2 separate regions of the Sus scrofa genome follow, and region 2 is linked to region 1. A link is a contact called in public HiChIP or PLAC-seq data. All regions are on one chromosome and are shown on one strand. Each heading gives the region's core, a stretch centred on a gene start, on an enhancer-like site or on the middle of the called end of the contact. The rest is flanking DNA. Distances are from core to core; before and after follow the strand shown. Region 1 holds the start of CHD2 (chromodomain-helicase-DNA-binding protein 2). Region 2 has its middle 18 kb from the start of FAM174B.

Region 1 (7,005 bases), core at 1,957-4,456:
CCGTGAGCTGTGGTGTAGGTTGCAGACGCGGCTTGGATCCCGCGTTGCTGTGGCTCTGGTGTAGGCCGGTGGCTACAGCTCCGATTCAACCCCTAGCCTGGGAACCTCCATATGCCGCGGGAGCGGCCCAAGAAATAGCAACAACAACAACAACAACAACAACAAAAAGACAAAAGACCAAAAAAAAAAAAAATTAAAAAAAAAAGATGATGGTATCTATGTTGGTCATTTGTGTTACCTATGCAAAATTAATATCCGTTGCATTGGAAAACCACTGTGATCCACTGCTTTAGTTTTTTTCTTTTTTCTTTTTTTTAATCCTAAGATTCTTTTCCATAATTAGTTTTATTTGAAGAAGCTTGGGAAGTTTTTTGCACTGAGATTTAGCATCCATAGTGTTGGTGTAATTTAGCTTTCTAGGATTTTTGAATTTGAATTTTTGTTTTTATTTCTCATATAGTCTAGCAATATTACATTTAACTATTAAAAATTTGACTCTTCACTGCCACATTTTTATGGTTACATATGTATCTGTGACAGTAGAAGGACTTTGTTACTAGTGTGCAGTTTTCCCATGTCTCTCATTGATAAGTTTGTACAGCACATACAACTTTATACAGTTTTATAATTTAAAGCTGTTACAAAATTGTTAAAGCTTTGTATGGTTAGAGTATCTTCAAGGTGGGTGGATGTTCTCTGTTTAAAGGAATAAGATTATTGCTATTCCAACAGCATTTTTTCTTTTAATGTTTTCATCAAGCACCCAGTCAGCTTGAAGAGTCTCAAATGGACCCTACAACTGAGAAATCAAGATGGCAGTCCACTATGGGAAATGAGAAAAATGGACTAATGCAAGAGTGCTGTGATAATAACAACCAAGACAGGGTTCTTTTAACATGGATTTCATGAATGAAGATATAGGTTTCTTAACCAACACAATGGACAGTGGATTTGACTTTGGAAAGACTTTTTGTATCATAAAAACAAGAACATTTTTGACATTTGGAGAAGAAAGATGACACATTAACAGATGATAGTTTGTATGTCTGGAATTTTTTGGTTTGATTTGTATGAGAATGACCTTGTGGAATGTTAACTTTAATAAAATTTCTAACAGTTTAAAATTTCTCAGTTTGGGCTTTTTTTTTTTAAAGCGGAAATTTCATTAAATTCTCAGTGTCGCCTTAAATAACATTTTGACCTTTATAGTTGCCCAGCAGTAAAGCATACTGAATAAAGCTGGTAAAATGGAAATGGTGTGCTGGAAAATGTTTTGTTTGGTTGATTTAGATTTGTCTTTTGACAAAGTTGTGCAAATTTATTTGTGCCTTAAGAGATGGTTGAGTGTTGAGTTAAAATACTGTTACATGCTTTCTTGAAATATCTTGCAAAATAAGTTAACCAATGAGTAATAATAGAATACTTAATTTGCTGTGAGATTACAATGAACTTTTAAAACAAACTGCCTTTTGCTTCAAAATTCATGATACAGTCTTTTTCTGAGTTTTGATGGGAAAAGTACCTTTTCTATGTTTTTTAAATGTTATAAATAAGAACATCTGAGCATTAAAACAAAATCCTCTTGTCTTAATATTACGTGAAGAGGCGTTGGATTTATAGAGAGGTTTCCTTAGGGTATTCATAAAAGGATTTAAAATTTTGGTGGCAGTAATGTATACAATATATTTTATAAAATAGAATCATTATATTTTTCTTATTCTATACATTTAGGAATTTAGATTAAATGAATCACACCATGCCATAGATAACTTATGTTTGAGTTCTAGGTGAACACTGCAGTTTCATTTATTGATAATCAACTAAAATCAGTTTCAATTACTGTTATGAGATGTGGTAGGCTTTATTTTGACAAACCAAATTAATTGTTGATTATATTTTCCCATTATAGACAGAACAAGTGATAACGTTGGGGTTTTTTTTGATGAGGAAGTGTTCGTCATACTGCGTTTGTGATTAATGTAAAATACCAGGATATGCATGTTGATGATATATAGTACATGTACAGTATTTGTTCTCATTGGCTGATTTGAGGTGTTTGTATAAATCAAAAGTGGAAATTTGGATTTTGATACAAAATTATCTTTTGTAGAAAGTATGGAATTGAAGCTAGGTTTTGGTTATAGATTTTATAATCACCCAGGTGCAAAATTGTTGCTTTTGTTGGGTGTAAATCTAAATTGATTTCTCAATGAGGAGAAGGACATTGTTCTGGCAGATTGTAATGTTGAGTATGGAAAGATGATTTGTTTTTTGAATGTGAGTGTTTTTTTGGGGTGCTTGTTGAGAAAGTGTTGAATAATTTGGTTTTGTCATTTGTAATTTTGTTTCTTCAGATGTTATGGTTTTATTTAGGAGAATTTGCCCTGTGACATTATTTTGATTACTTTCCATCAAAATGACTGGTTATTAATTTATTGTTGTTGAAATGGGTAAATACTTAGAATTTGATTTGAAATACAAGAGAATGGTTGAGATACATGTGTTGGTTTTGGAGGTGGAGTTTTTTGGGTTTGTTTTTTCGTAGTAGTTCCATACTCTTGAATTGTTTTTCCTGAATCATTGTTGTTATGAGAATTTTGGGGGTAAAGTTTATCAGGGTTATATAATGGGTTAAAAGAATTTTGTGAAAGTACAAATGAAAATTGAGATTCTTGAATAAAATCTTGTTGCATTAATTTTTGCCCTAATGCAATTGAACACTAGGGAGGCGCTCTTGAGTTGTACCCCTTCCTTCTTCTTGGGATGGAAAATTCCCTATTAAACTTTGTCCCTAGATCATTTTTAGGCTTCATAAAGAAGGGAGATTTGAATTTAATATATCAAGTTGAGGTTTTGCTTTTGTCCAGGAACCATTTTTACCCTTGGTGGGGTTAGTTTTTAAAAAGATTAGTACTTGAGCTGAGCTTTATTTTCTCTGAGAATTATCCCTCTTTCAAAATGGCTTGATAAAACACCACTTCCTGTCCAGAGAGGAAGTTATTTTAGCTCAAGGACTGAAATATTTAGCAGATCTTTAGACAAAAGGAACAAATTACATTTCTCTCTGGCTTAAAAAGGGTGCTTGAGCCAGAGGGGGTTAAGAAACCCTCCCCTCTCCCTCTGATGGGGTGGTCTGGAGGGGCAGGGAGGGGTGGGGGTAGGGGTCCTTAGGCTCCCTGGGATGGAGGATCTTTCTTTCTTTCTTTTTTTTTTTTTTTTTTTTTTTTTTGGTGGAGATGAAGGGGTGGGTCTATGGTACATCACCTGAGTTGTGGGGTAAATGTAGAGAGTGTCAATCAAAGGCAGAGCTCTCAGAGCTGGGAAGGAGGCTCTAGATGGCGGCTGTGCCTTAGAGAGAGCGCGCTCTGCTCCCTGCCTTCGCTTCACTTTACGCAACTTTCCCTAACTTTCGGGCAGCCTCAGGGGGCCCCCGCAGCCCCCTGCCTCTTCTAGTGACTTACTGGGGTCGATTCGAACCTTTTTTAGGGAGAAAAGCAGCTTTTGGGAGCTTTCTTTTCGTGCCTTGTTGGAAAGAAGCAGCCGTACTGAGAGCCCAGGTCGTTGTTTTTTCCAGCTTAGAAGCCATGGCGCACCTCCATTTTTGTGCGCTCTCCTAATGAGGTTTTTTTTTCTTCCGGACCCGTTTTAATATTAATTGTTCTTTATTTTTCTGAACAGTTAACATATTTGAGGGTTATTTTATTTATTTTTCGTTTTTTAACGGGGAATTTTGTTTTTATTTTTAATTTGGGATCTGATATTTTTCTACTACTAGATAGGACTCTTGCTTTGGACCTACTACATGGATCAGGTAAGTTCATGATCATTAGTGATAATTTTGAAGATTTCTATGTTTAAGTTTGCTTTATATTCTGTAAATATGAGAAATTCCTGGATGACGCAATAAGATACAGAGATTGTTATTTGTATCTAGTGTGTTACTTTGAGAAACTTTCCTTATTGATAGTGATGATTCCCCCTGTTCGGTTTATCCTGTTTTTTTTTTTTTTTTAAAGGAAAAAGCAGAAATGTTTTGTTTTTTGGTGCTTACCGCTGTTGTGTTATAACAATATCGTTACATCGTCAGGACTTTGTTCCTGATAATAAAAACCATCGATAGAAGCTGGGACCTTACCTTTCTTTCAACTTTTGACAGTAAATACCTGGGCACAGGACTTCAAAGCAAACACAGATTTCCCCTCCCCCTTAATATTTAAGAATTAAAAGATGATGAGAAATAAGGACAAAAGCCAAGAGGAGGACAGTTCGCTACACAGCAATGCATCGAGGTATGAGCTATCAACTTTCTTCCTTTTTTTCTTTTTTTTTTGGGGAAACCTCAGCTTACATTGTTTACCTTGACAGACAGGGATAGCTGTCTGTTTTATTTTAAGTATTTTACTAATTTGGATTCGTTTTTTAAAGCGTGACCTTGAGATTGCTAATATGCCACACCCTAATTTTTTGGTAACAATTTATGAAAGTTAAGTTGTGACTTAAGGCCTGTTACAGCAGTCAAAAGGTAAGGTACCTTTATTCAAGGGGGCCTTTCCTGTAAACTACAGTTTTTTTGTCAATAAATTTCAGTTTTTAGGTTTTTGTGCTGTAGGAAAATGACCTTGTCGGTTTAGCCATTGCTGCATTGCACCATTTTACATACAAGGCAAATTTTTTCTTTGAAGAATCTAGGATACCCAAACTTGTAACTGAAGGCCATAGAGGAGCCTTGTGGTAGTAAATTATAGTAAATAGACATTTGAGAAAGTTATATGAATGAAAAAATGTACATTTTAAAATGAAATTGCAAAAAGTACCCTTTGACTGATGCCTCTCAGTTTACATTTTTATTTGACTCTCTATTTCTTTTGATACTCTTGACATTTTAGGAAATTTTGATAAGATTTATCAAAACCTTTACTCTCTCTCGATGGTTACAGTTTCTGCATTTATGAAATCATACCTGTGATCACAGAGATCCTGGAATACTCTTAATATATTTAGGTTTTGTGTTTGTTACTGTGATTATAACTGTATATTTTATATTTAAAATACTTTAAGGTTTTCATTTGTATGCTTATATTCAGACAATGCTCTGGTTGATAGATGTATTTTGTCCTCACATTTTAGTTGTAGCTGCTTTAAATTTATTGATTTATTTCGACAGAGTCGCCTGGAATGTTTTATCTTCTGAAGCTTACAAATGTACTGTTTGTTCAGATCATGATTTGTTTCACATTTGTTGGAATTCACCTTATTAGTGACTAAGTAATAAAATCTCTAAGGTATTTTGTTGTATGAAAGGCCTAAAAGATATTTTGTTGTATATGTATATTAATTTTTAAAGTATATATGAATTCATGAAGTGTGTTCTGTGAATTGTCATGTTGCAAATTTTAAATCATGCACTGATGAATTTAATTATGATTTATTTTTCCCCAATTTTGCTTTTATTTTTATAATTTTATATAAATAATATACCTTATTCCTAGCTTAGTTAATCTGAAAGTTTTGAACATGGTTTATTACAAATGTTGAATTTTTGTTTTATATGACTTTAAATATTTTGACCCTTGCTTTTGAAAATACCTTTCCAAATTCTTTTGCAAATTGAGTTGTCACTTGTTTGGATTGCTGTCTCTGGAATTGAATTGCCCTTGTAATTACCTAGGTTTTTTAGGACTTCTCCACTAATTCCAAAATGATTTTTCAGAGAAGTAACGGTGATTTGAAGAAATAGGAACCCCCAGGTATATTTGACAAATTATTAAAAATTCAGTACCTAAAATTGGTACTCCCTTGAGTGTATGATTTGCATATCTCACATGGGTTTTGGCTTTCTCATGCAAGGTTTGTGGTTAACATCATTGAACAGATCGCTTTCTATTTAAAAAGAATAAGCAGTGTTGCTATTCCTTTTAATAATTTGCTCTGACCTGGAAAACTACCTGGAAGTTGCCATGCATTTGTCTACTGGAAATGGGGTTGCAGCTTAACAAAAAGCATGCATTATACTTTTAAATGTGTTAAGTATATTTTGATTCATATACCTGGTGAGTGTCAGAAAAATATTTTGAGCGACTGACTACTTGAAGGTGGGGTTTTAAATTACTTTTATCTCAAATTGCATACCTTAATACATGTACATAATTATGACATCACTTCCTTTTAAAATTGTAAAGCTATAGAATGTTAGTGGTGTTTTATTGTAGGAGACTGTTATTTTTAGTGAGCTAAAATTAAGGTAACTATTATGGTAACTAGTAAGTACTTGGTTCCTTAATCCATTCGAATTTCTCTTAAGGACCTAGTTTCTGTGGCATAAAGTCTAGTGTTTAGGTAGTACTACAAAAATCACTTTTGCAGCAGCCTGAGCCACAGGAGAGGAAGGGTGGAGTTTTTCAGGTCGAGTAAACTTTTCGGTCTGTGAATTACTTTAGGATCTGAAAGGATTGAATTTAAGTTTAGATAAATCTGTTATCTTCCTGTTTTTAGAAATAATGGCAGTGCTTAATAGTCATTATGTAAGTTTGTTATTCTTTTGAAATCATTGCTTAAGCAGAATGTTATACTTTGTATATCATGGTTTTTGAAGATTAGTAAGTTCACTTTCAAAAACATGATTTTAGAGATATTTTATGTCTGTAAAGTTACTAAATATCTTATACAAAGTTACAGTGATGGACACATACAGAAATGTATACCATACACTTATCTAGTTAAAAGTTTGGGGTAATTTAAGTAATATCAAAGAATGGAAAGAGAATGAGAATGGAACTGTGCAAAGAGCTCTGCGTTCTAGAACGCTGCGTTTTCAATTTATCCTAAGAACTGAGACTGTTTAAATTTCTCCAAGCCCTTCTGTCTGTGAACCAGGTTTATTTTGCTAGCCTGAGGTGCTGGCAAAATCTTTTTAATCACCCCTTTATCTTTTACTCTAAAAGGCTGGGAGTAGTTAGAAATGGCATAATGCAGTTGCTTGTGTACTGGAGCAGGCAGTTTTTTAAG
Region 2 (7,005 bases), core at 2,325-4,824, 56 kb before region 1:
CACAGCTCACAGCAATGCAGATCCTTAACCCACTGAGCAAGGCCTCAAGGATTGAACCTGTGTCCTCGTGGATGCTAGTCAGATTTGTTAACCTCTGAGCCATGACAGGAACTCCATAAATGCTGTTTTTAATTCCAGAGATTTGTTCAATAGAGTTTTTGTTTTCAAGGAAATATTTAAATTATTATTCCCTTCTAAATTCTCATAGCTTAGCGTTAAGAATCCTATCTGGCTTAGTGGAATAGAGGATCTTTTGGAATGCAATAACTGCTGTCCTATTATGGTATTATGGAGTATGGAATGATAATATGGAGTCAGGCAAAGTGTTCCTTTCTGATCCACACCTGTAGTGACATCAACATCATGATATGTAATTCAATTCATCTGTCTCCTTATTCCTGCTTAGAACTTTTCTTTTTTTGGTCATTCCTGTGTCATGCAGAAATTCTGGGGCCAGGGCTCGAAGCATTCCACAGCAGTAACGAGAGCCATAGCAGTGACAACACTGGATCCTTAACCCACTGAGCCACCGGGAACTCCTCTTGCCTAGAATTTTAAAGTCAGTATATTATTGTCTTGGATGGCCATATTAGTCCTTTCCAAATATGTAGAATTAATAGGATAGTGGCTGGGGTGGGATCAGTTAGGAAAAACTTACAGTCGATTCCAACATACCCTGCCCTTAAAAACCCCCAGTTTTCCTTTTAGACCAAACAAGTCAAGGGTATATAATGGGGTTCTCAGTGGAAAGTGTGCGTCAGATAATTTTACACCTATTAAACTCATGATGAAAGAGTTCTAAGCACGGAGAGAAAAAGCAATCAGCTATGCAAATTGTATTTACTTTGGACCTGAGAAAAACAGAATCAACCAGCTACTCACTTTTCTAAAGGACCTAAAGCAGAATTGGAGTCCTGAGACCTATGTTTTATGAAAAGACTCAGAGGGACAGGAGTGGCTGTATCAGTGAGAAAATGGAACTATATCTCCTCTCTCAGAGCTTAGAAGCTGCTCAAAATTTAAATTCCAGTGTGGTAGAAGACCCAAACCACGTAGCACATAGTAGGGTTGTGTTTTTCTGCTTGTATTGGGTCACCGTCCTCCAGATAGTTCAATAGCTGCACTTGATTATGGTGTTAGTTCAAGAACCAGCAAACCTTTAGCGTCTCCGAAGCTCATTGATAAATAGGTTAATTGCATGTGATATAAAATAGGCTCATTCAGAGAACTACACAATTACTTGCTGTTAGATGTGAGAAACTAAAGCCTTGACTATTGCCATTTCTCTGAGCACGCTGCAGTAGTTGTGTCCTGTCTACAAAAACAGAGAATTACTTAATCTTTTTGGGTTCTCAGTAGCTTCAAAAGACTAATGCAAGTATTTTGATCCCTGACTTTTTTAAGGATGCTGACAATCAAAGAAAGGTGCTCACTGTGCTAAATTATAGCAGAAGTTTGAAAGAAAGCAAAATATCTTTTGTTATTTAGATTCTTTTATTTATTTTCCACAGTACAGCATGGTGAGCAAGTTACACATACATGTTTGCATAATTTTTCCTCCTGTTGTCGCATTGCGATGTAAGTATCTAGACATAGTTCTCAGTGCTACACAGCAGGATCTCATTGTAAATCCATTCCAAGAGCAATAGTTTGCATCCGTTCACCCCAAGATTTTGATTCTTTCTTTCTTTTTTTTTTTTTTTTTTTTTTGTCTTTTTGCTATTTCTTTGGGCTGCTCTCGCAGCTTATGGAGATTCCCAGGCTAGGGGTCGAATCGGAGCTGTAGCCACTGGCCTACAACAGAGCCACAGCAACGCGAGATCTGAGCTGCGTCTGCAACCTACACCACAGCTCAGAGCAACGCCGGATCGTTAACCCACTGAGCAAGGGCAGGGACCAAACCCGCAACCTCATGGTTCCTAGTCGGATTTGTTAACCACTGCGCCACGACGGGAACTCCAAGATTTTGATTCTTTCTAATTCAGAATCTACATCAGTTTCCATCTGTGGGATAGAGTGGCCCCATATATCACAGGAAACCAGCCAAAGCCAAACAAGTTCCCTATTACTGCAGAAATTTAAAGGGCACAAGAAATGATATCAATTCACATAAAGGGATTTCCCGCTGTTTTATTGAGCACCGTCTTTAATTTCCAAATCCCATCCATAATCTTTTTTTTTTTTTTTTCTTGCTTTTTAGGGTTAATACCTGAGGCATATAGAAGTTCCCAGATTATGGGTCGGATCGGAGCTACAGCTGCTGGCTTAAACAATGGCCGAAGCAACACCAGATCAGAGCCGTGTCTTCGACCTACACCACAGCTCACAGCAACGCTGGATCCCCAACCCACTGAGTGAGGCCAGGGATGTAACCTGCATCCTCATGGATACTAGTCGGATTCCTTTCCACTGTGCCACAACGGGAACTCCCCATAATCTTTTTTTCTTCAATATCAACTGTCATCATCCTTATTCCAAGTCAGAATAACTTGAAATCTTTAAACACGTAGACATGTAGGTGAGTAAAAGAGGCCAAAGCAACAAGAGTTCAAAAATCTGTTATCTCTGGCACACTTGCAGAAACATGGTCAAATGTGAGGCCTGCCTCTCTAGTTTTTGGACTGAGATGTCCCATGAAAGGCAAGAGATGTAGTTCCTTTGTGGTGCGGTAGGTTTAAGGACCCAGCATTGTCACTGCTGTGGCTTAGGTCATTGCTGTGGCCTGGGTTTGATCCATGGCCTGGGAACATCCACTTGCTGTAGGCACAGCCGAAAAAAAAAAAAAAGGTGAAAGATCCCACAGTCTAGGAGTGCCCGTAGTGGCGCAGTGGAAACGAATCCAACGAGGAACCATGAGGTTGCAGGTTCGATCCCTGGCCTTGCTCAGTGCATTAAGGATCTGGTGTTGCTGTGGCTGTGGTGTAGGCTGGCAGCTGTAGCTCCAGTTCAACCCCTTGCCTGGGAACCTCCATACGCTGCAAGTGCGGCCCTAAAACCAAAAAATAAAAATAAAAAAAATTTAAAAAAATAAAAACTACAGTCTAGGACAATCTCCCATGGAGGGTTAAACTAGCTAACATGAAGGAAGGGCTCTGTACATGAAAATATGAGGGGGGACATGATGATTAATACATTGCTTTAGAACTAAGGATGGAAGCCTATGAGCCTTAAATTTAGCCATGGGAAATAACCAGTCAAAATTACCATTTATACAAATCACGGGTAAGGTAAAATCTAGTATTGTATACAGCCAGGCCACAGGTTAAGACAGACTAGAGGTTTAAACTAAGTTTGCTTCGTTTTATAGGCCCTCGCACAGGCTGTAAATAGAAGGCCCCCTGGTTTTAGGCCTCTTCTGTTTGTGGACAGTACATTTAAATCCCTTGTCCCCAGAGACCAACTCAAAGCAGTAACCTTGGCTACCGTTGCCGCAGATTTCCAGTTCCATATTCAGTTTTAGAAAATTGGTTATGGCGAAAGGGAAAAAACAGTTTTCCTCTGCCTCAGTTATTGACACAGAGGAGCACTCCTCAGACTGTTCTGAGGGGAAACAATGAGTCATTCATGCTGTCAGCCCAGGTGGTGCATGAATTCCAGACAGGCTGCCGCCGCCGCAGAGTTAACCCCTTCAGGCCTCCTCTCTGGCCCGCCACCCCCCGCCCCACCCCCCCCAGCCCCCCAGCCCCCCAGCCTCTGGGGAAGCAGGGCACAGGGCCTGAGCTGGGAAGGAAGGCCAAGCCCGGTAACCAAGGCACTACCTCTGCAGTGTCAGTCCCAGGAGGGCCTCTGAGCTGTTTGTCACCATGTGATTGGCTCCAGGAGAGGGGTGGAGAAATGAAAACACTCTGCTTAGGATATATTTAGTTGAAGTGCAGCTGGGGAAGCCTTTAAACAAGGGAGCTTTTGTCCTCAGGCTGAAGTGATTTTCTTAACTCCCCAAGGGTGAAAACCTTAAGCTGCGAACTGATTTTTCTCCTCACTCTATTTTCTCTTCTTTGGGGCGTGTTCTTACTCTGAAAGTTTAGTATTATCTGGGGTTTGTTATCTAAGAGGAAACTGAGCGACTCTGGTGCAGAGCTGACACAAAAATTTTAAGCAGACACCCTTGTGGAAGACATTCTTTAGAGATGAAATAAAACGCAGATAATTTCTGAACATATTCTACATGTTTACATTCTGGCCATTAATTTTCTGTCGATTCAAACTGGAAGTTAGGTATTTTTCAATCGTCTTTACTGAGACAAATTTATGGAGTTAAAAACATAATTGAGTTTTATAGGCTGACAGAACCCTGTTTCACTTGAGTTGATTCACATTTTCCAGTAATGAAAGGTTTACTTCTGCGCTGATGAGCACAGCTTCTTTGCAACAGATTACTGACGAGCCATGTAATGGCTCCTGTTCACGTCCTCCTCAGAAAACCACTGAAAACTGTCACCTTGCTACGAGGTTTTTCAGCCACTATGAAAATGCTGTGTATCAGGGGCACACTGTCTACTAGTAAGAAGTAGCATGGGAAATAGTTTAATTGAAAATCCCATTTGCAGTTATGAACCAAGGGCAAAAACTTCTGGACAAGAAGCTCATAGGTTTGGTGATGCTAAGAAGCCAGGTTGTATTAGTTACAATTCTCCAGAGAAATAGAGCCAATAGGAGAGAAAGAGAGAGAGGATGATTTTCAGGAACTGGTGCCTGTGACAATGGAAGTGGTCAAGTCCAAAATCTGCTGGGTGAACTGACAGGCTGGAGACCCAGGAAGAGCCAGTGTTGCAGTGCAAGTCTAAGAGAAGTCAGCAGGCAGAATTCCCTCTTGCTCAGAGGAGGTCAGTCTTTGTTCTAGTCAAGCCTTCAACTGATTGGGTGAGGCCCACCCACTTTATGGAGGGGATTTGCTTTATTCAAAGTTCACCAATTTAAATGTTAATCTCATCCAAAAATATCCTCACAGGAGTTCCTGTTGTGGCTCAGTGGTTGATGAATCCGACTAGGAACCATGAGGTTGCAGGTTCGATCCCTGGCCTCGCTCAGTGGGTTACGGATTCGGCATTGCCATGAGCTGTGGTGTAGGTTGCAGATGCGGCTCAGATCCTGCGTTGCTGTGGCTCTGGCATAGACCAGTGGCTATAGCTCCAATTAGACCCCTAGCCTGGGATCCTTCATATGCCATGGGTACAGCCCTAGAAAAGACAAAAAAAAAAAAAAAAAAAAAAAATCCTCACGGAAACAACCAGAATAATATTTGACCACATAAGGGGGCACTGTAGCCAAGCTGACACATAAAATCAACCATCCCCTAGGCTAACACTCATTTTGAAATAATCACTTAAGTTACAACGTGGTTTATCAGGTTGAAGCTGTCAGTGAAGATATAAAAATTGGGTTAGCTATGATCTCTGGTTTCAGGAATCTCTCTCTCCCCTTCCCTTTTTCCTTCTGCTCTCTCAGGAGGCTTGCCCTAACCCAGGAATAATGTAGTGGGGAAGCCCAGGCCACATGGAGTAGACTTGTGGAGGTGTTCCAGAAAACAGCCCCCAGCCAACACCAACATCATCTACCAAATGTGAGAGTGAACCAGCTCACAGGTGCTCCTGCCCCAACCTTCAGTCCAGCTGTGCCCAGACATGGTGGAGCCAAGCCAACCGCACCATGTCTCAATTTCTGACCCATCGAAACCATGAGAGATTTTAAAAAGAGTTAATGCTCTTTTAAGCCACTAAATTTCAGGGTGATTTGTTACACAGTAATAGGTAACTAACATATAAGATTATGGTGAACTTTGTAAGAAAATACCAAACAATTTTCCAGTCATTTTAGCAGCATTCAGTACTCCTGCCAGCAGTGCATGAGGACTCCGTCTTTAGTAACACCTGATATCTGTTGTCGAAGTCTTCCAGTGGGTGTGAGGTTGTTTCTCCTTGTGACATTATTTGCATTTCCTGGCAATGCCACACCTACTTTCTATCAGAAATATTATTACCCAGCTTAGAAACCATGATATTTCATAGTCACATGTCATAAAACCAACTCGTCGCTGTCCCTCATATTGGACAGCTTATACTATGTTCCAGTTTGTTTTCAAAATAATTGCTACCAAAATGAACCTCTATTGTTAATAATTACCCACATGGGACATTTGTCTAGGTAGTTTGCAAGTCCCTGAAAGAGTGAGGAATGAAAGTGGTCTAGCCACAGATGTGATACTCCCGGGCCTAACAACATCATCAGTATATTTTTAGAGAAATGCTCTGTGCGGGAGTTACAATGGTGGCTCAGGGATAATGAACCCCACTAGTATCCATGAGGATGTGGGTTCGATCCCTGGCCTTGCTCTGTGGGTTAAGGATCTGGCATTGCCATGAGCTGTGGTGTCAATCCCAGACACAGCACAGAGCCTGCATTGCTGTGGCTGTGGCGGAGGCCAGAAGTTACAGCTCTTATTCAACCCCTAGCCTGAGAGCTTCCATACATCGCAGAGGCGGCCCTAAAAAAAAAAAAAAAAAAAAAAAAAAAGAGAGAGAGAGAGAGAAATGCTCTGTGCCTGCATTTTACATGTAGAGGCTCACTTACCACAACAGCACTACAAGGTACAGGTTATTATCCTCATCTTATTCCTAAGGAAGAGCTCAGGAAATCTGGCTATGGCCACACACTGAATGTGAACCCAGTATCTTTTTTTTGGATCCAGAACGGATTTCTCCTCATTTCTTTCAAATTTTATACCAGGTTGTAAGAAAACATCCTGTCCTAAACAGTGGAAAATGTTCTAGGTTGGGAGTTGGGAGATGGAGTTTTATTCCTGGCTCTGTTGTTAATCAATAGTCCCCTCTTGGGCCAGTCACCCCCTGGAGTTCCTCATTATTCAAAACAAAAAATTGGGTTAAGACCTTATCCAGCTCAAAAACCATTATATACGAGGCACTATTATCAGCATTTTACAAGTGTTAACTTATTTACATCTCAGAAGCCCTATGATATAGTTGCAATTATTCTATCCATTTTATAGAT

The links. HiChIP or PLAC-seq counts read pairs in DNA pulled down with a chosen protein or histone mark.
Region 2: a contact with region 1 is called in an H3K27ac HiChIP or PLAC-seq map of skeletal muscle. The contact joins the enhancer-like site here to the promoter of CHD2 in region 1. A contact is called at or near these places in 2 of 5 promoter capture datasets (fetal liver and fetal skeletal muscle), 9 of 47 Hi-C or Micro-C datasets (alveolar macrophages, blood, embryonic fibroblasts and 4 more) and 2 of 2 datasets of contacts at active chromatin or transcription factors (alveolar macrophages and skeletal muscle).

The regions. Positions count from the first base shown.
Region 1 is chr7:86,104,087-86,111,091 of Sscrofa11.1, reverse strand. It overlaps CHD2 (chromodomain-helicase-DNA-binding protein 2), which reads left to right and starts at 3,206. Exons shown (of 38, transcript XM_021099370.1): 1 at 3,206-3,811. It overlaps LOC100152407 (a long non-coding RNA gene), which reads left to right. Exons shown (of 5, transcript NR_033705.1): 5 at 761-1,126.
Region 2 is chr7:86,160,495-86,167,499 of Sscrofa11.1, reverse strand. No RefSeq gene overlaps it. Among named protein-coding and RNA genes, the nearest start is that of FAM174B, 18 kb to the left of the region's middle. Within about 2 kb of position 3,574, at least 71 of the 83 cell types and tissues checked have an H3K27ac peak or open chromatin away from gene starts, as enhancers often do. A contact at or near this core is called in alveolar macrophages, embryonic fibroblasts, fetal liver and 3 more, where this site is marked.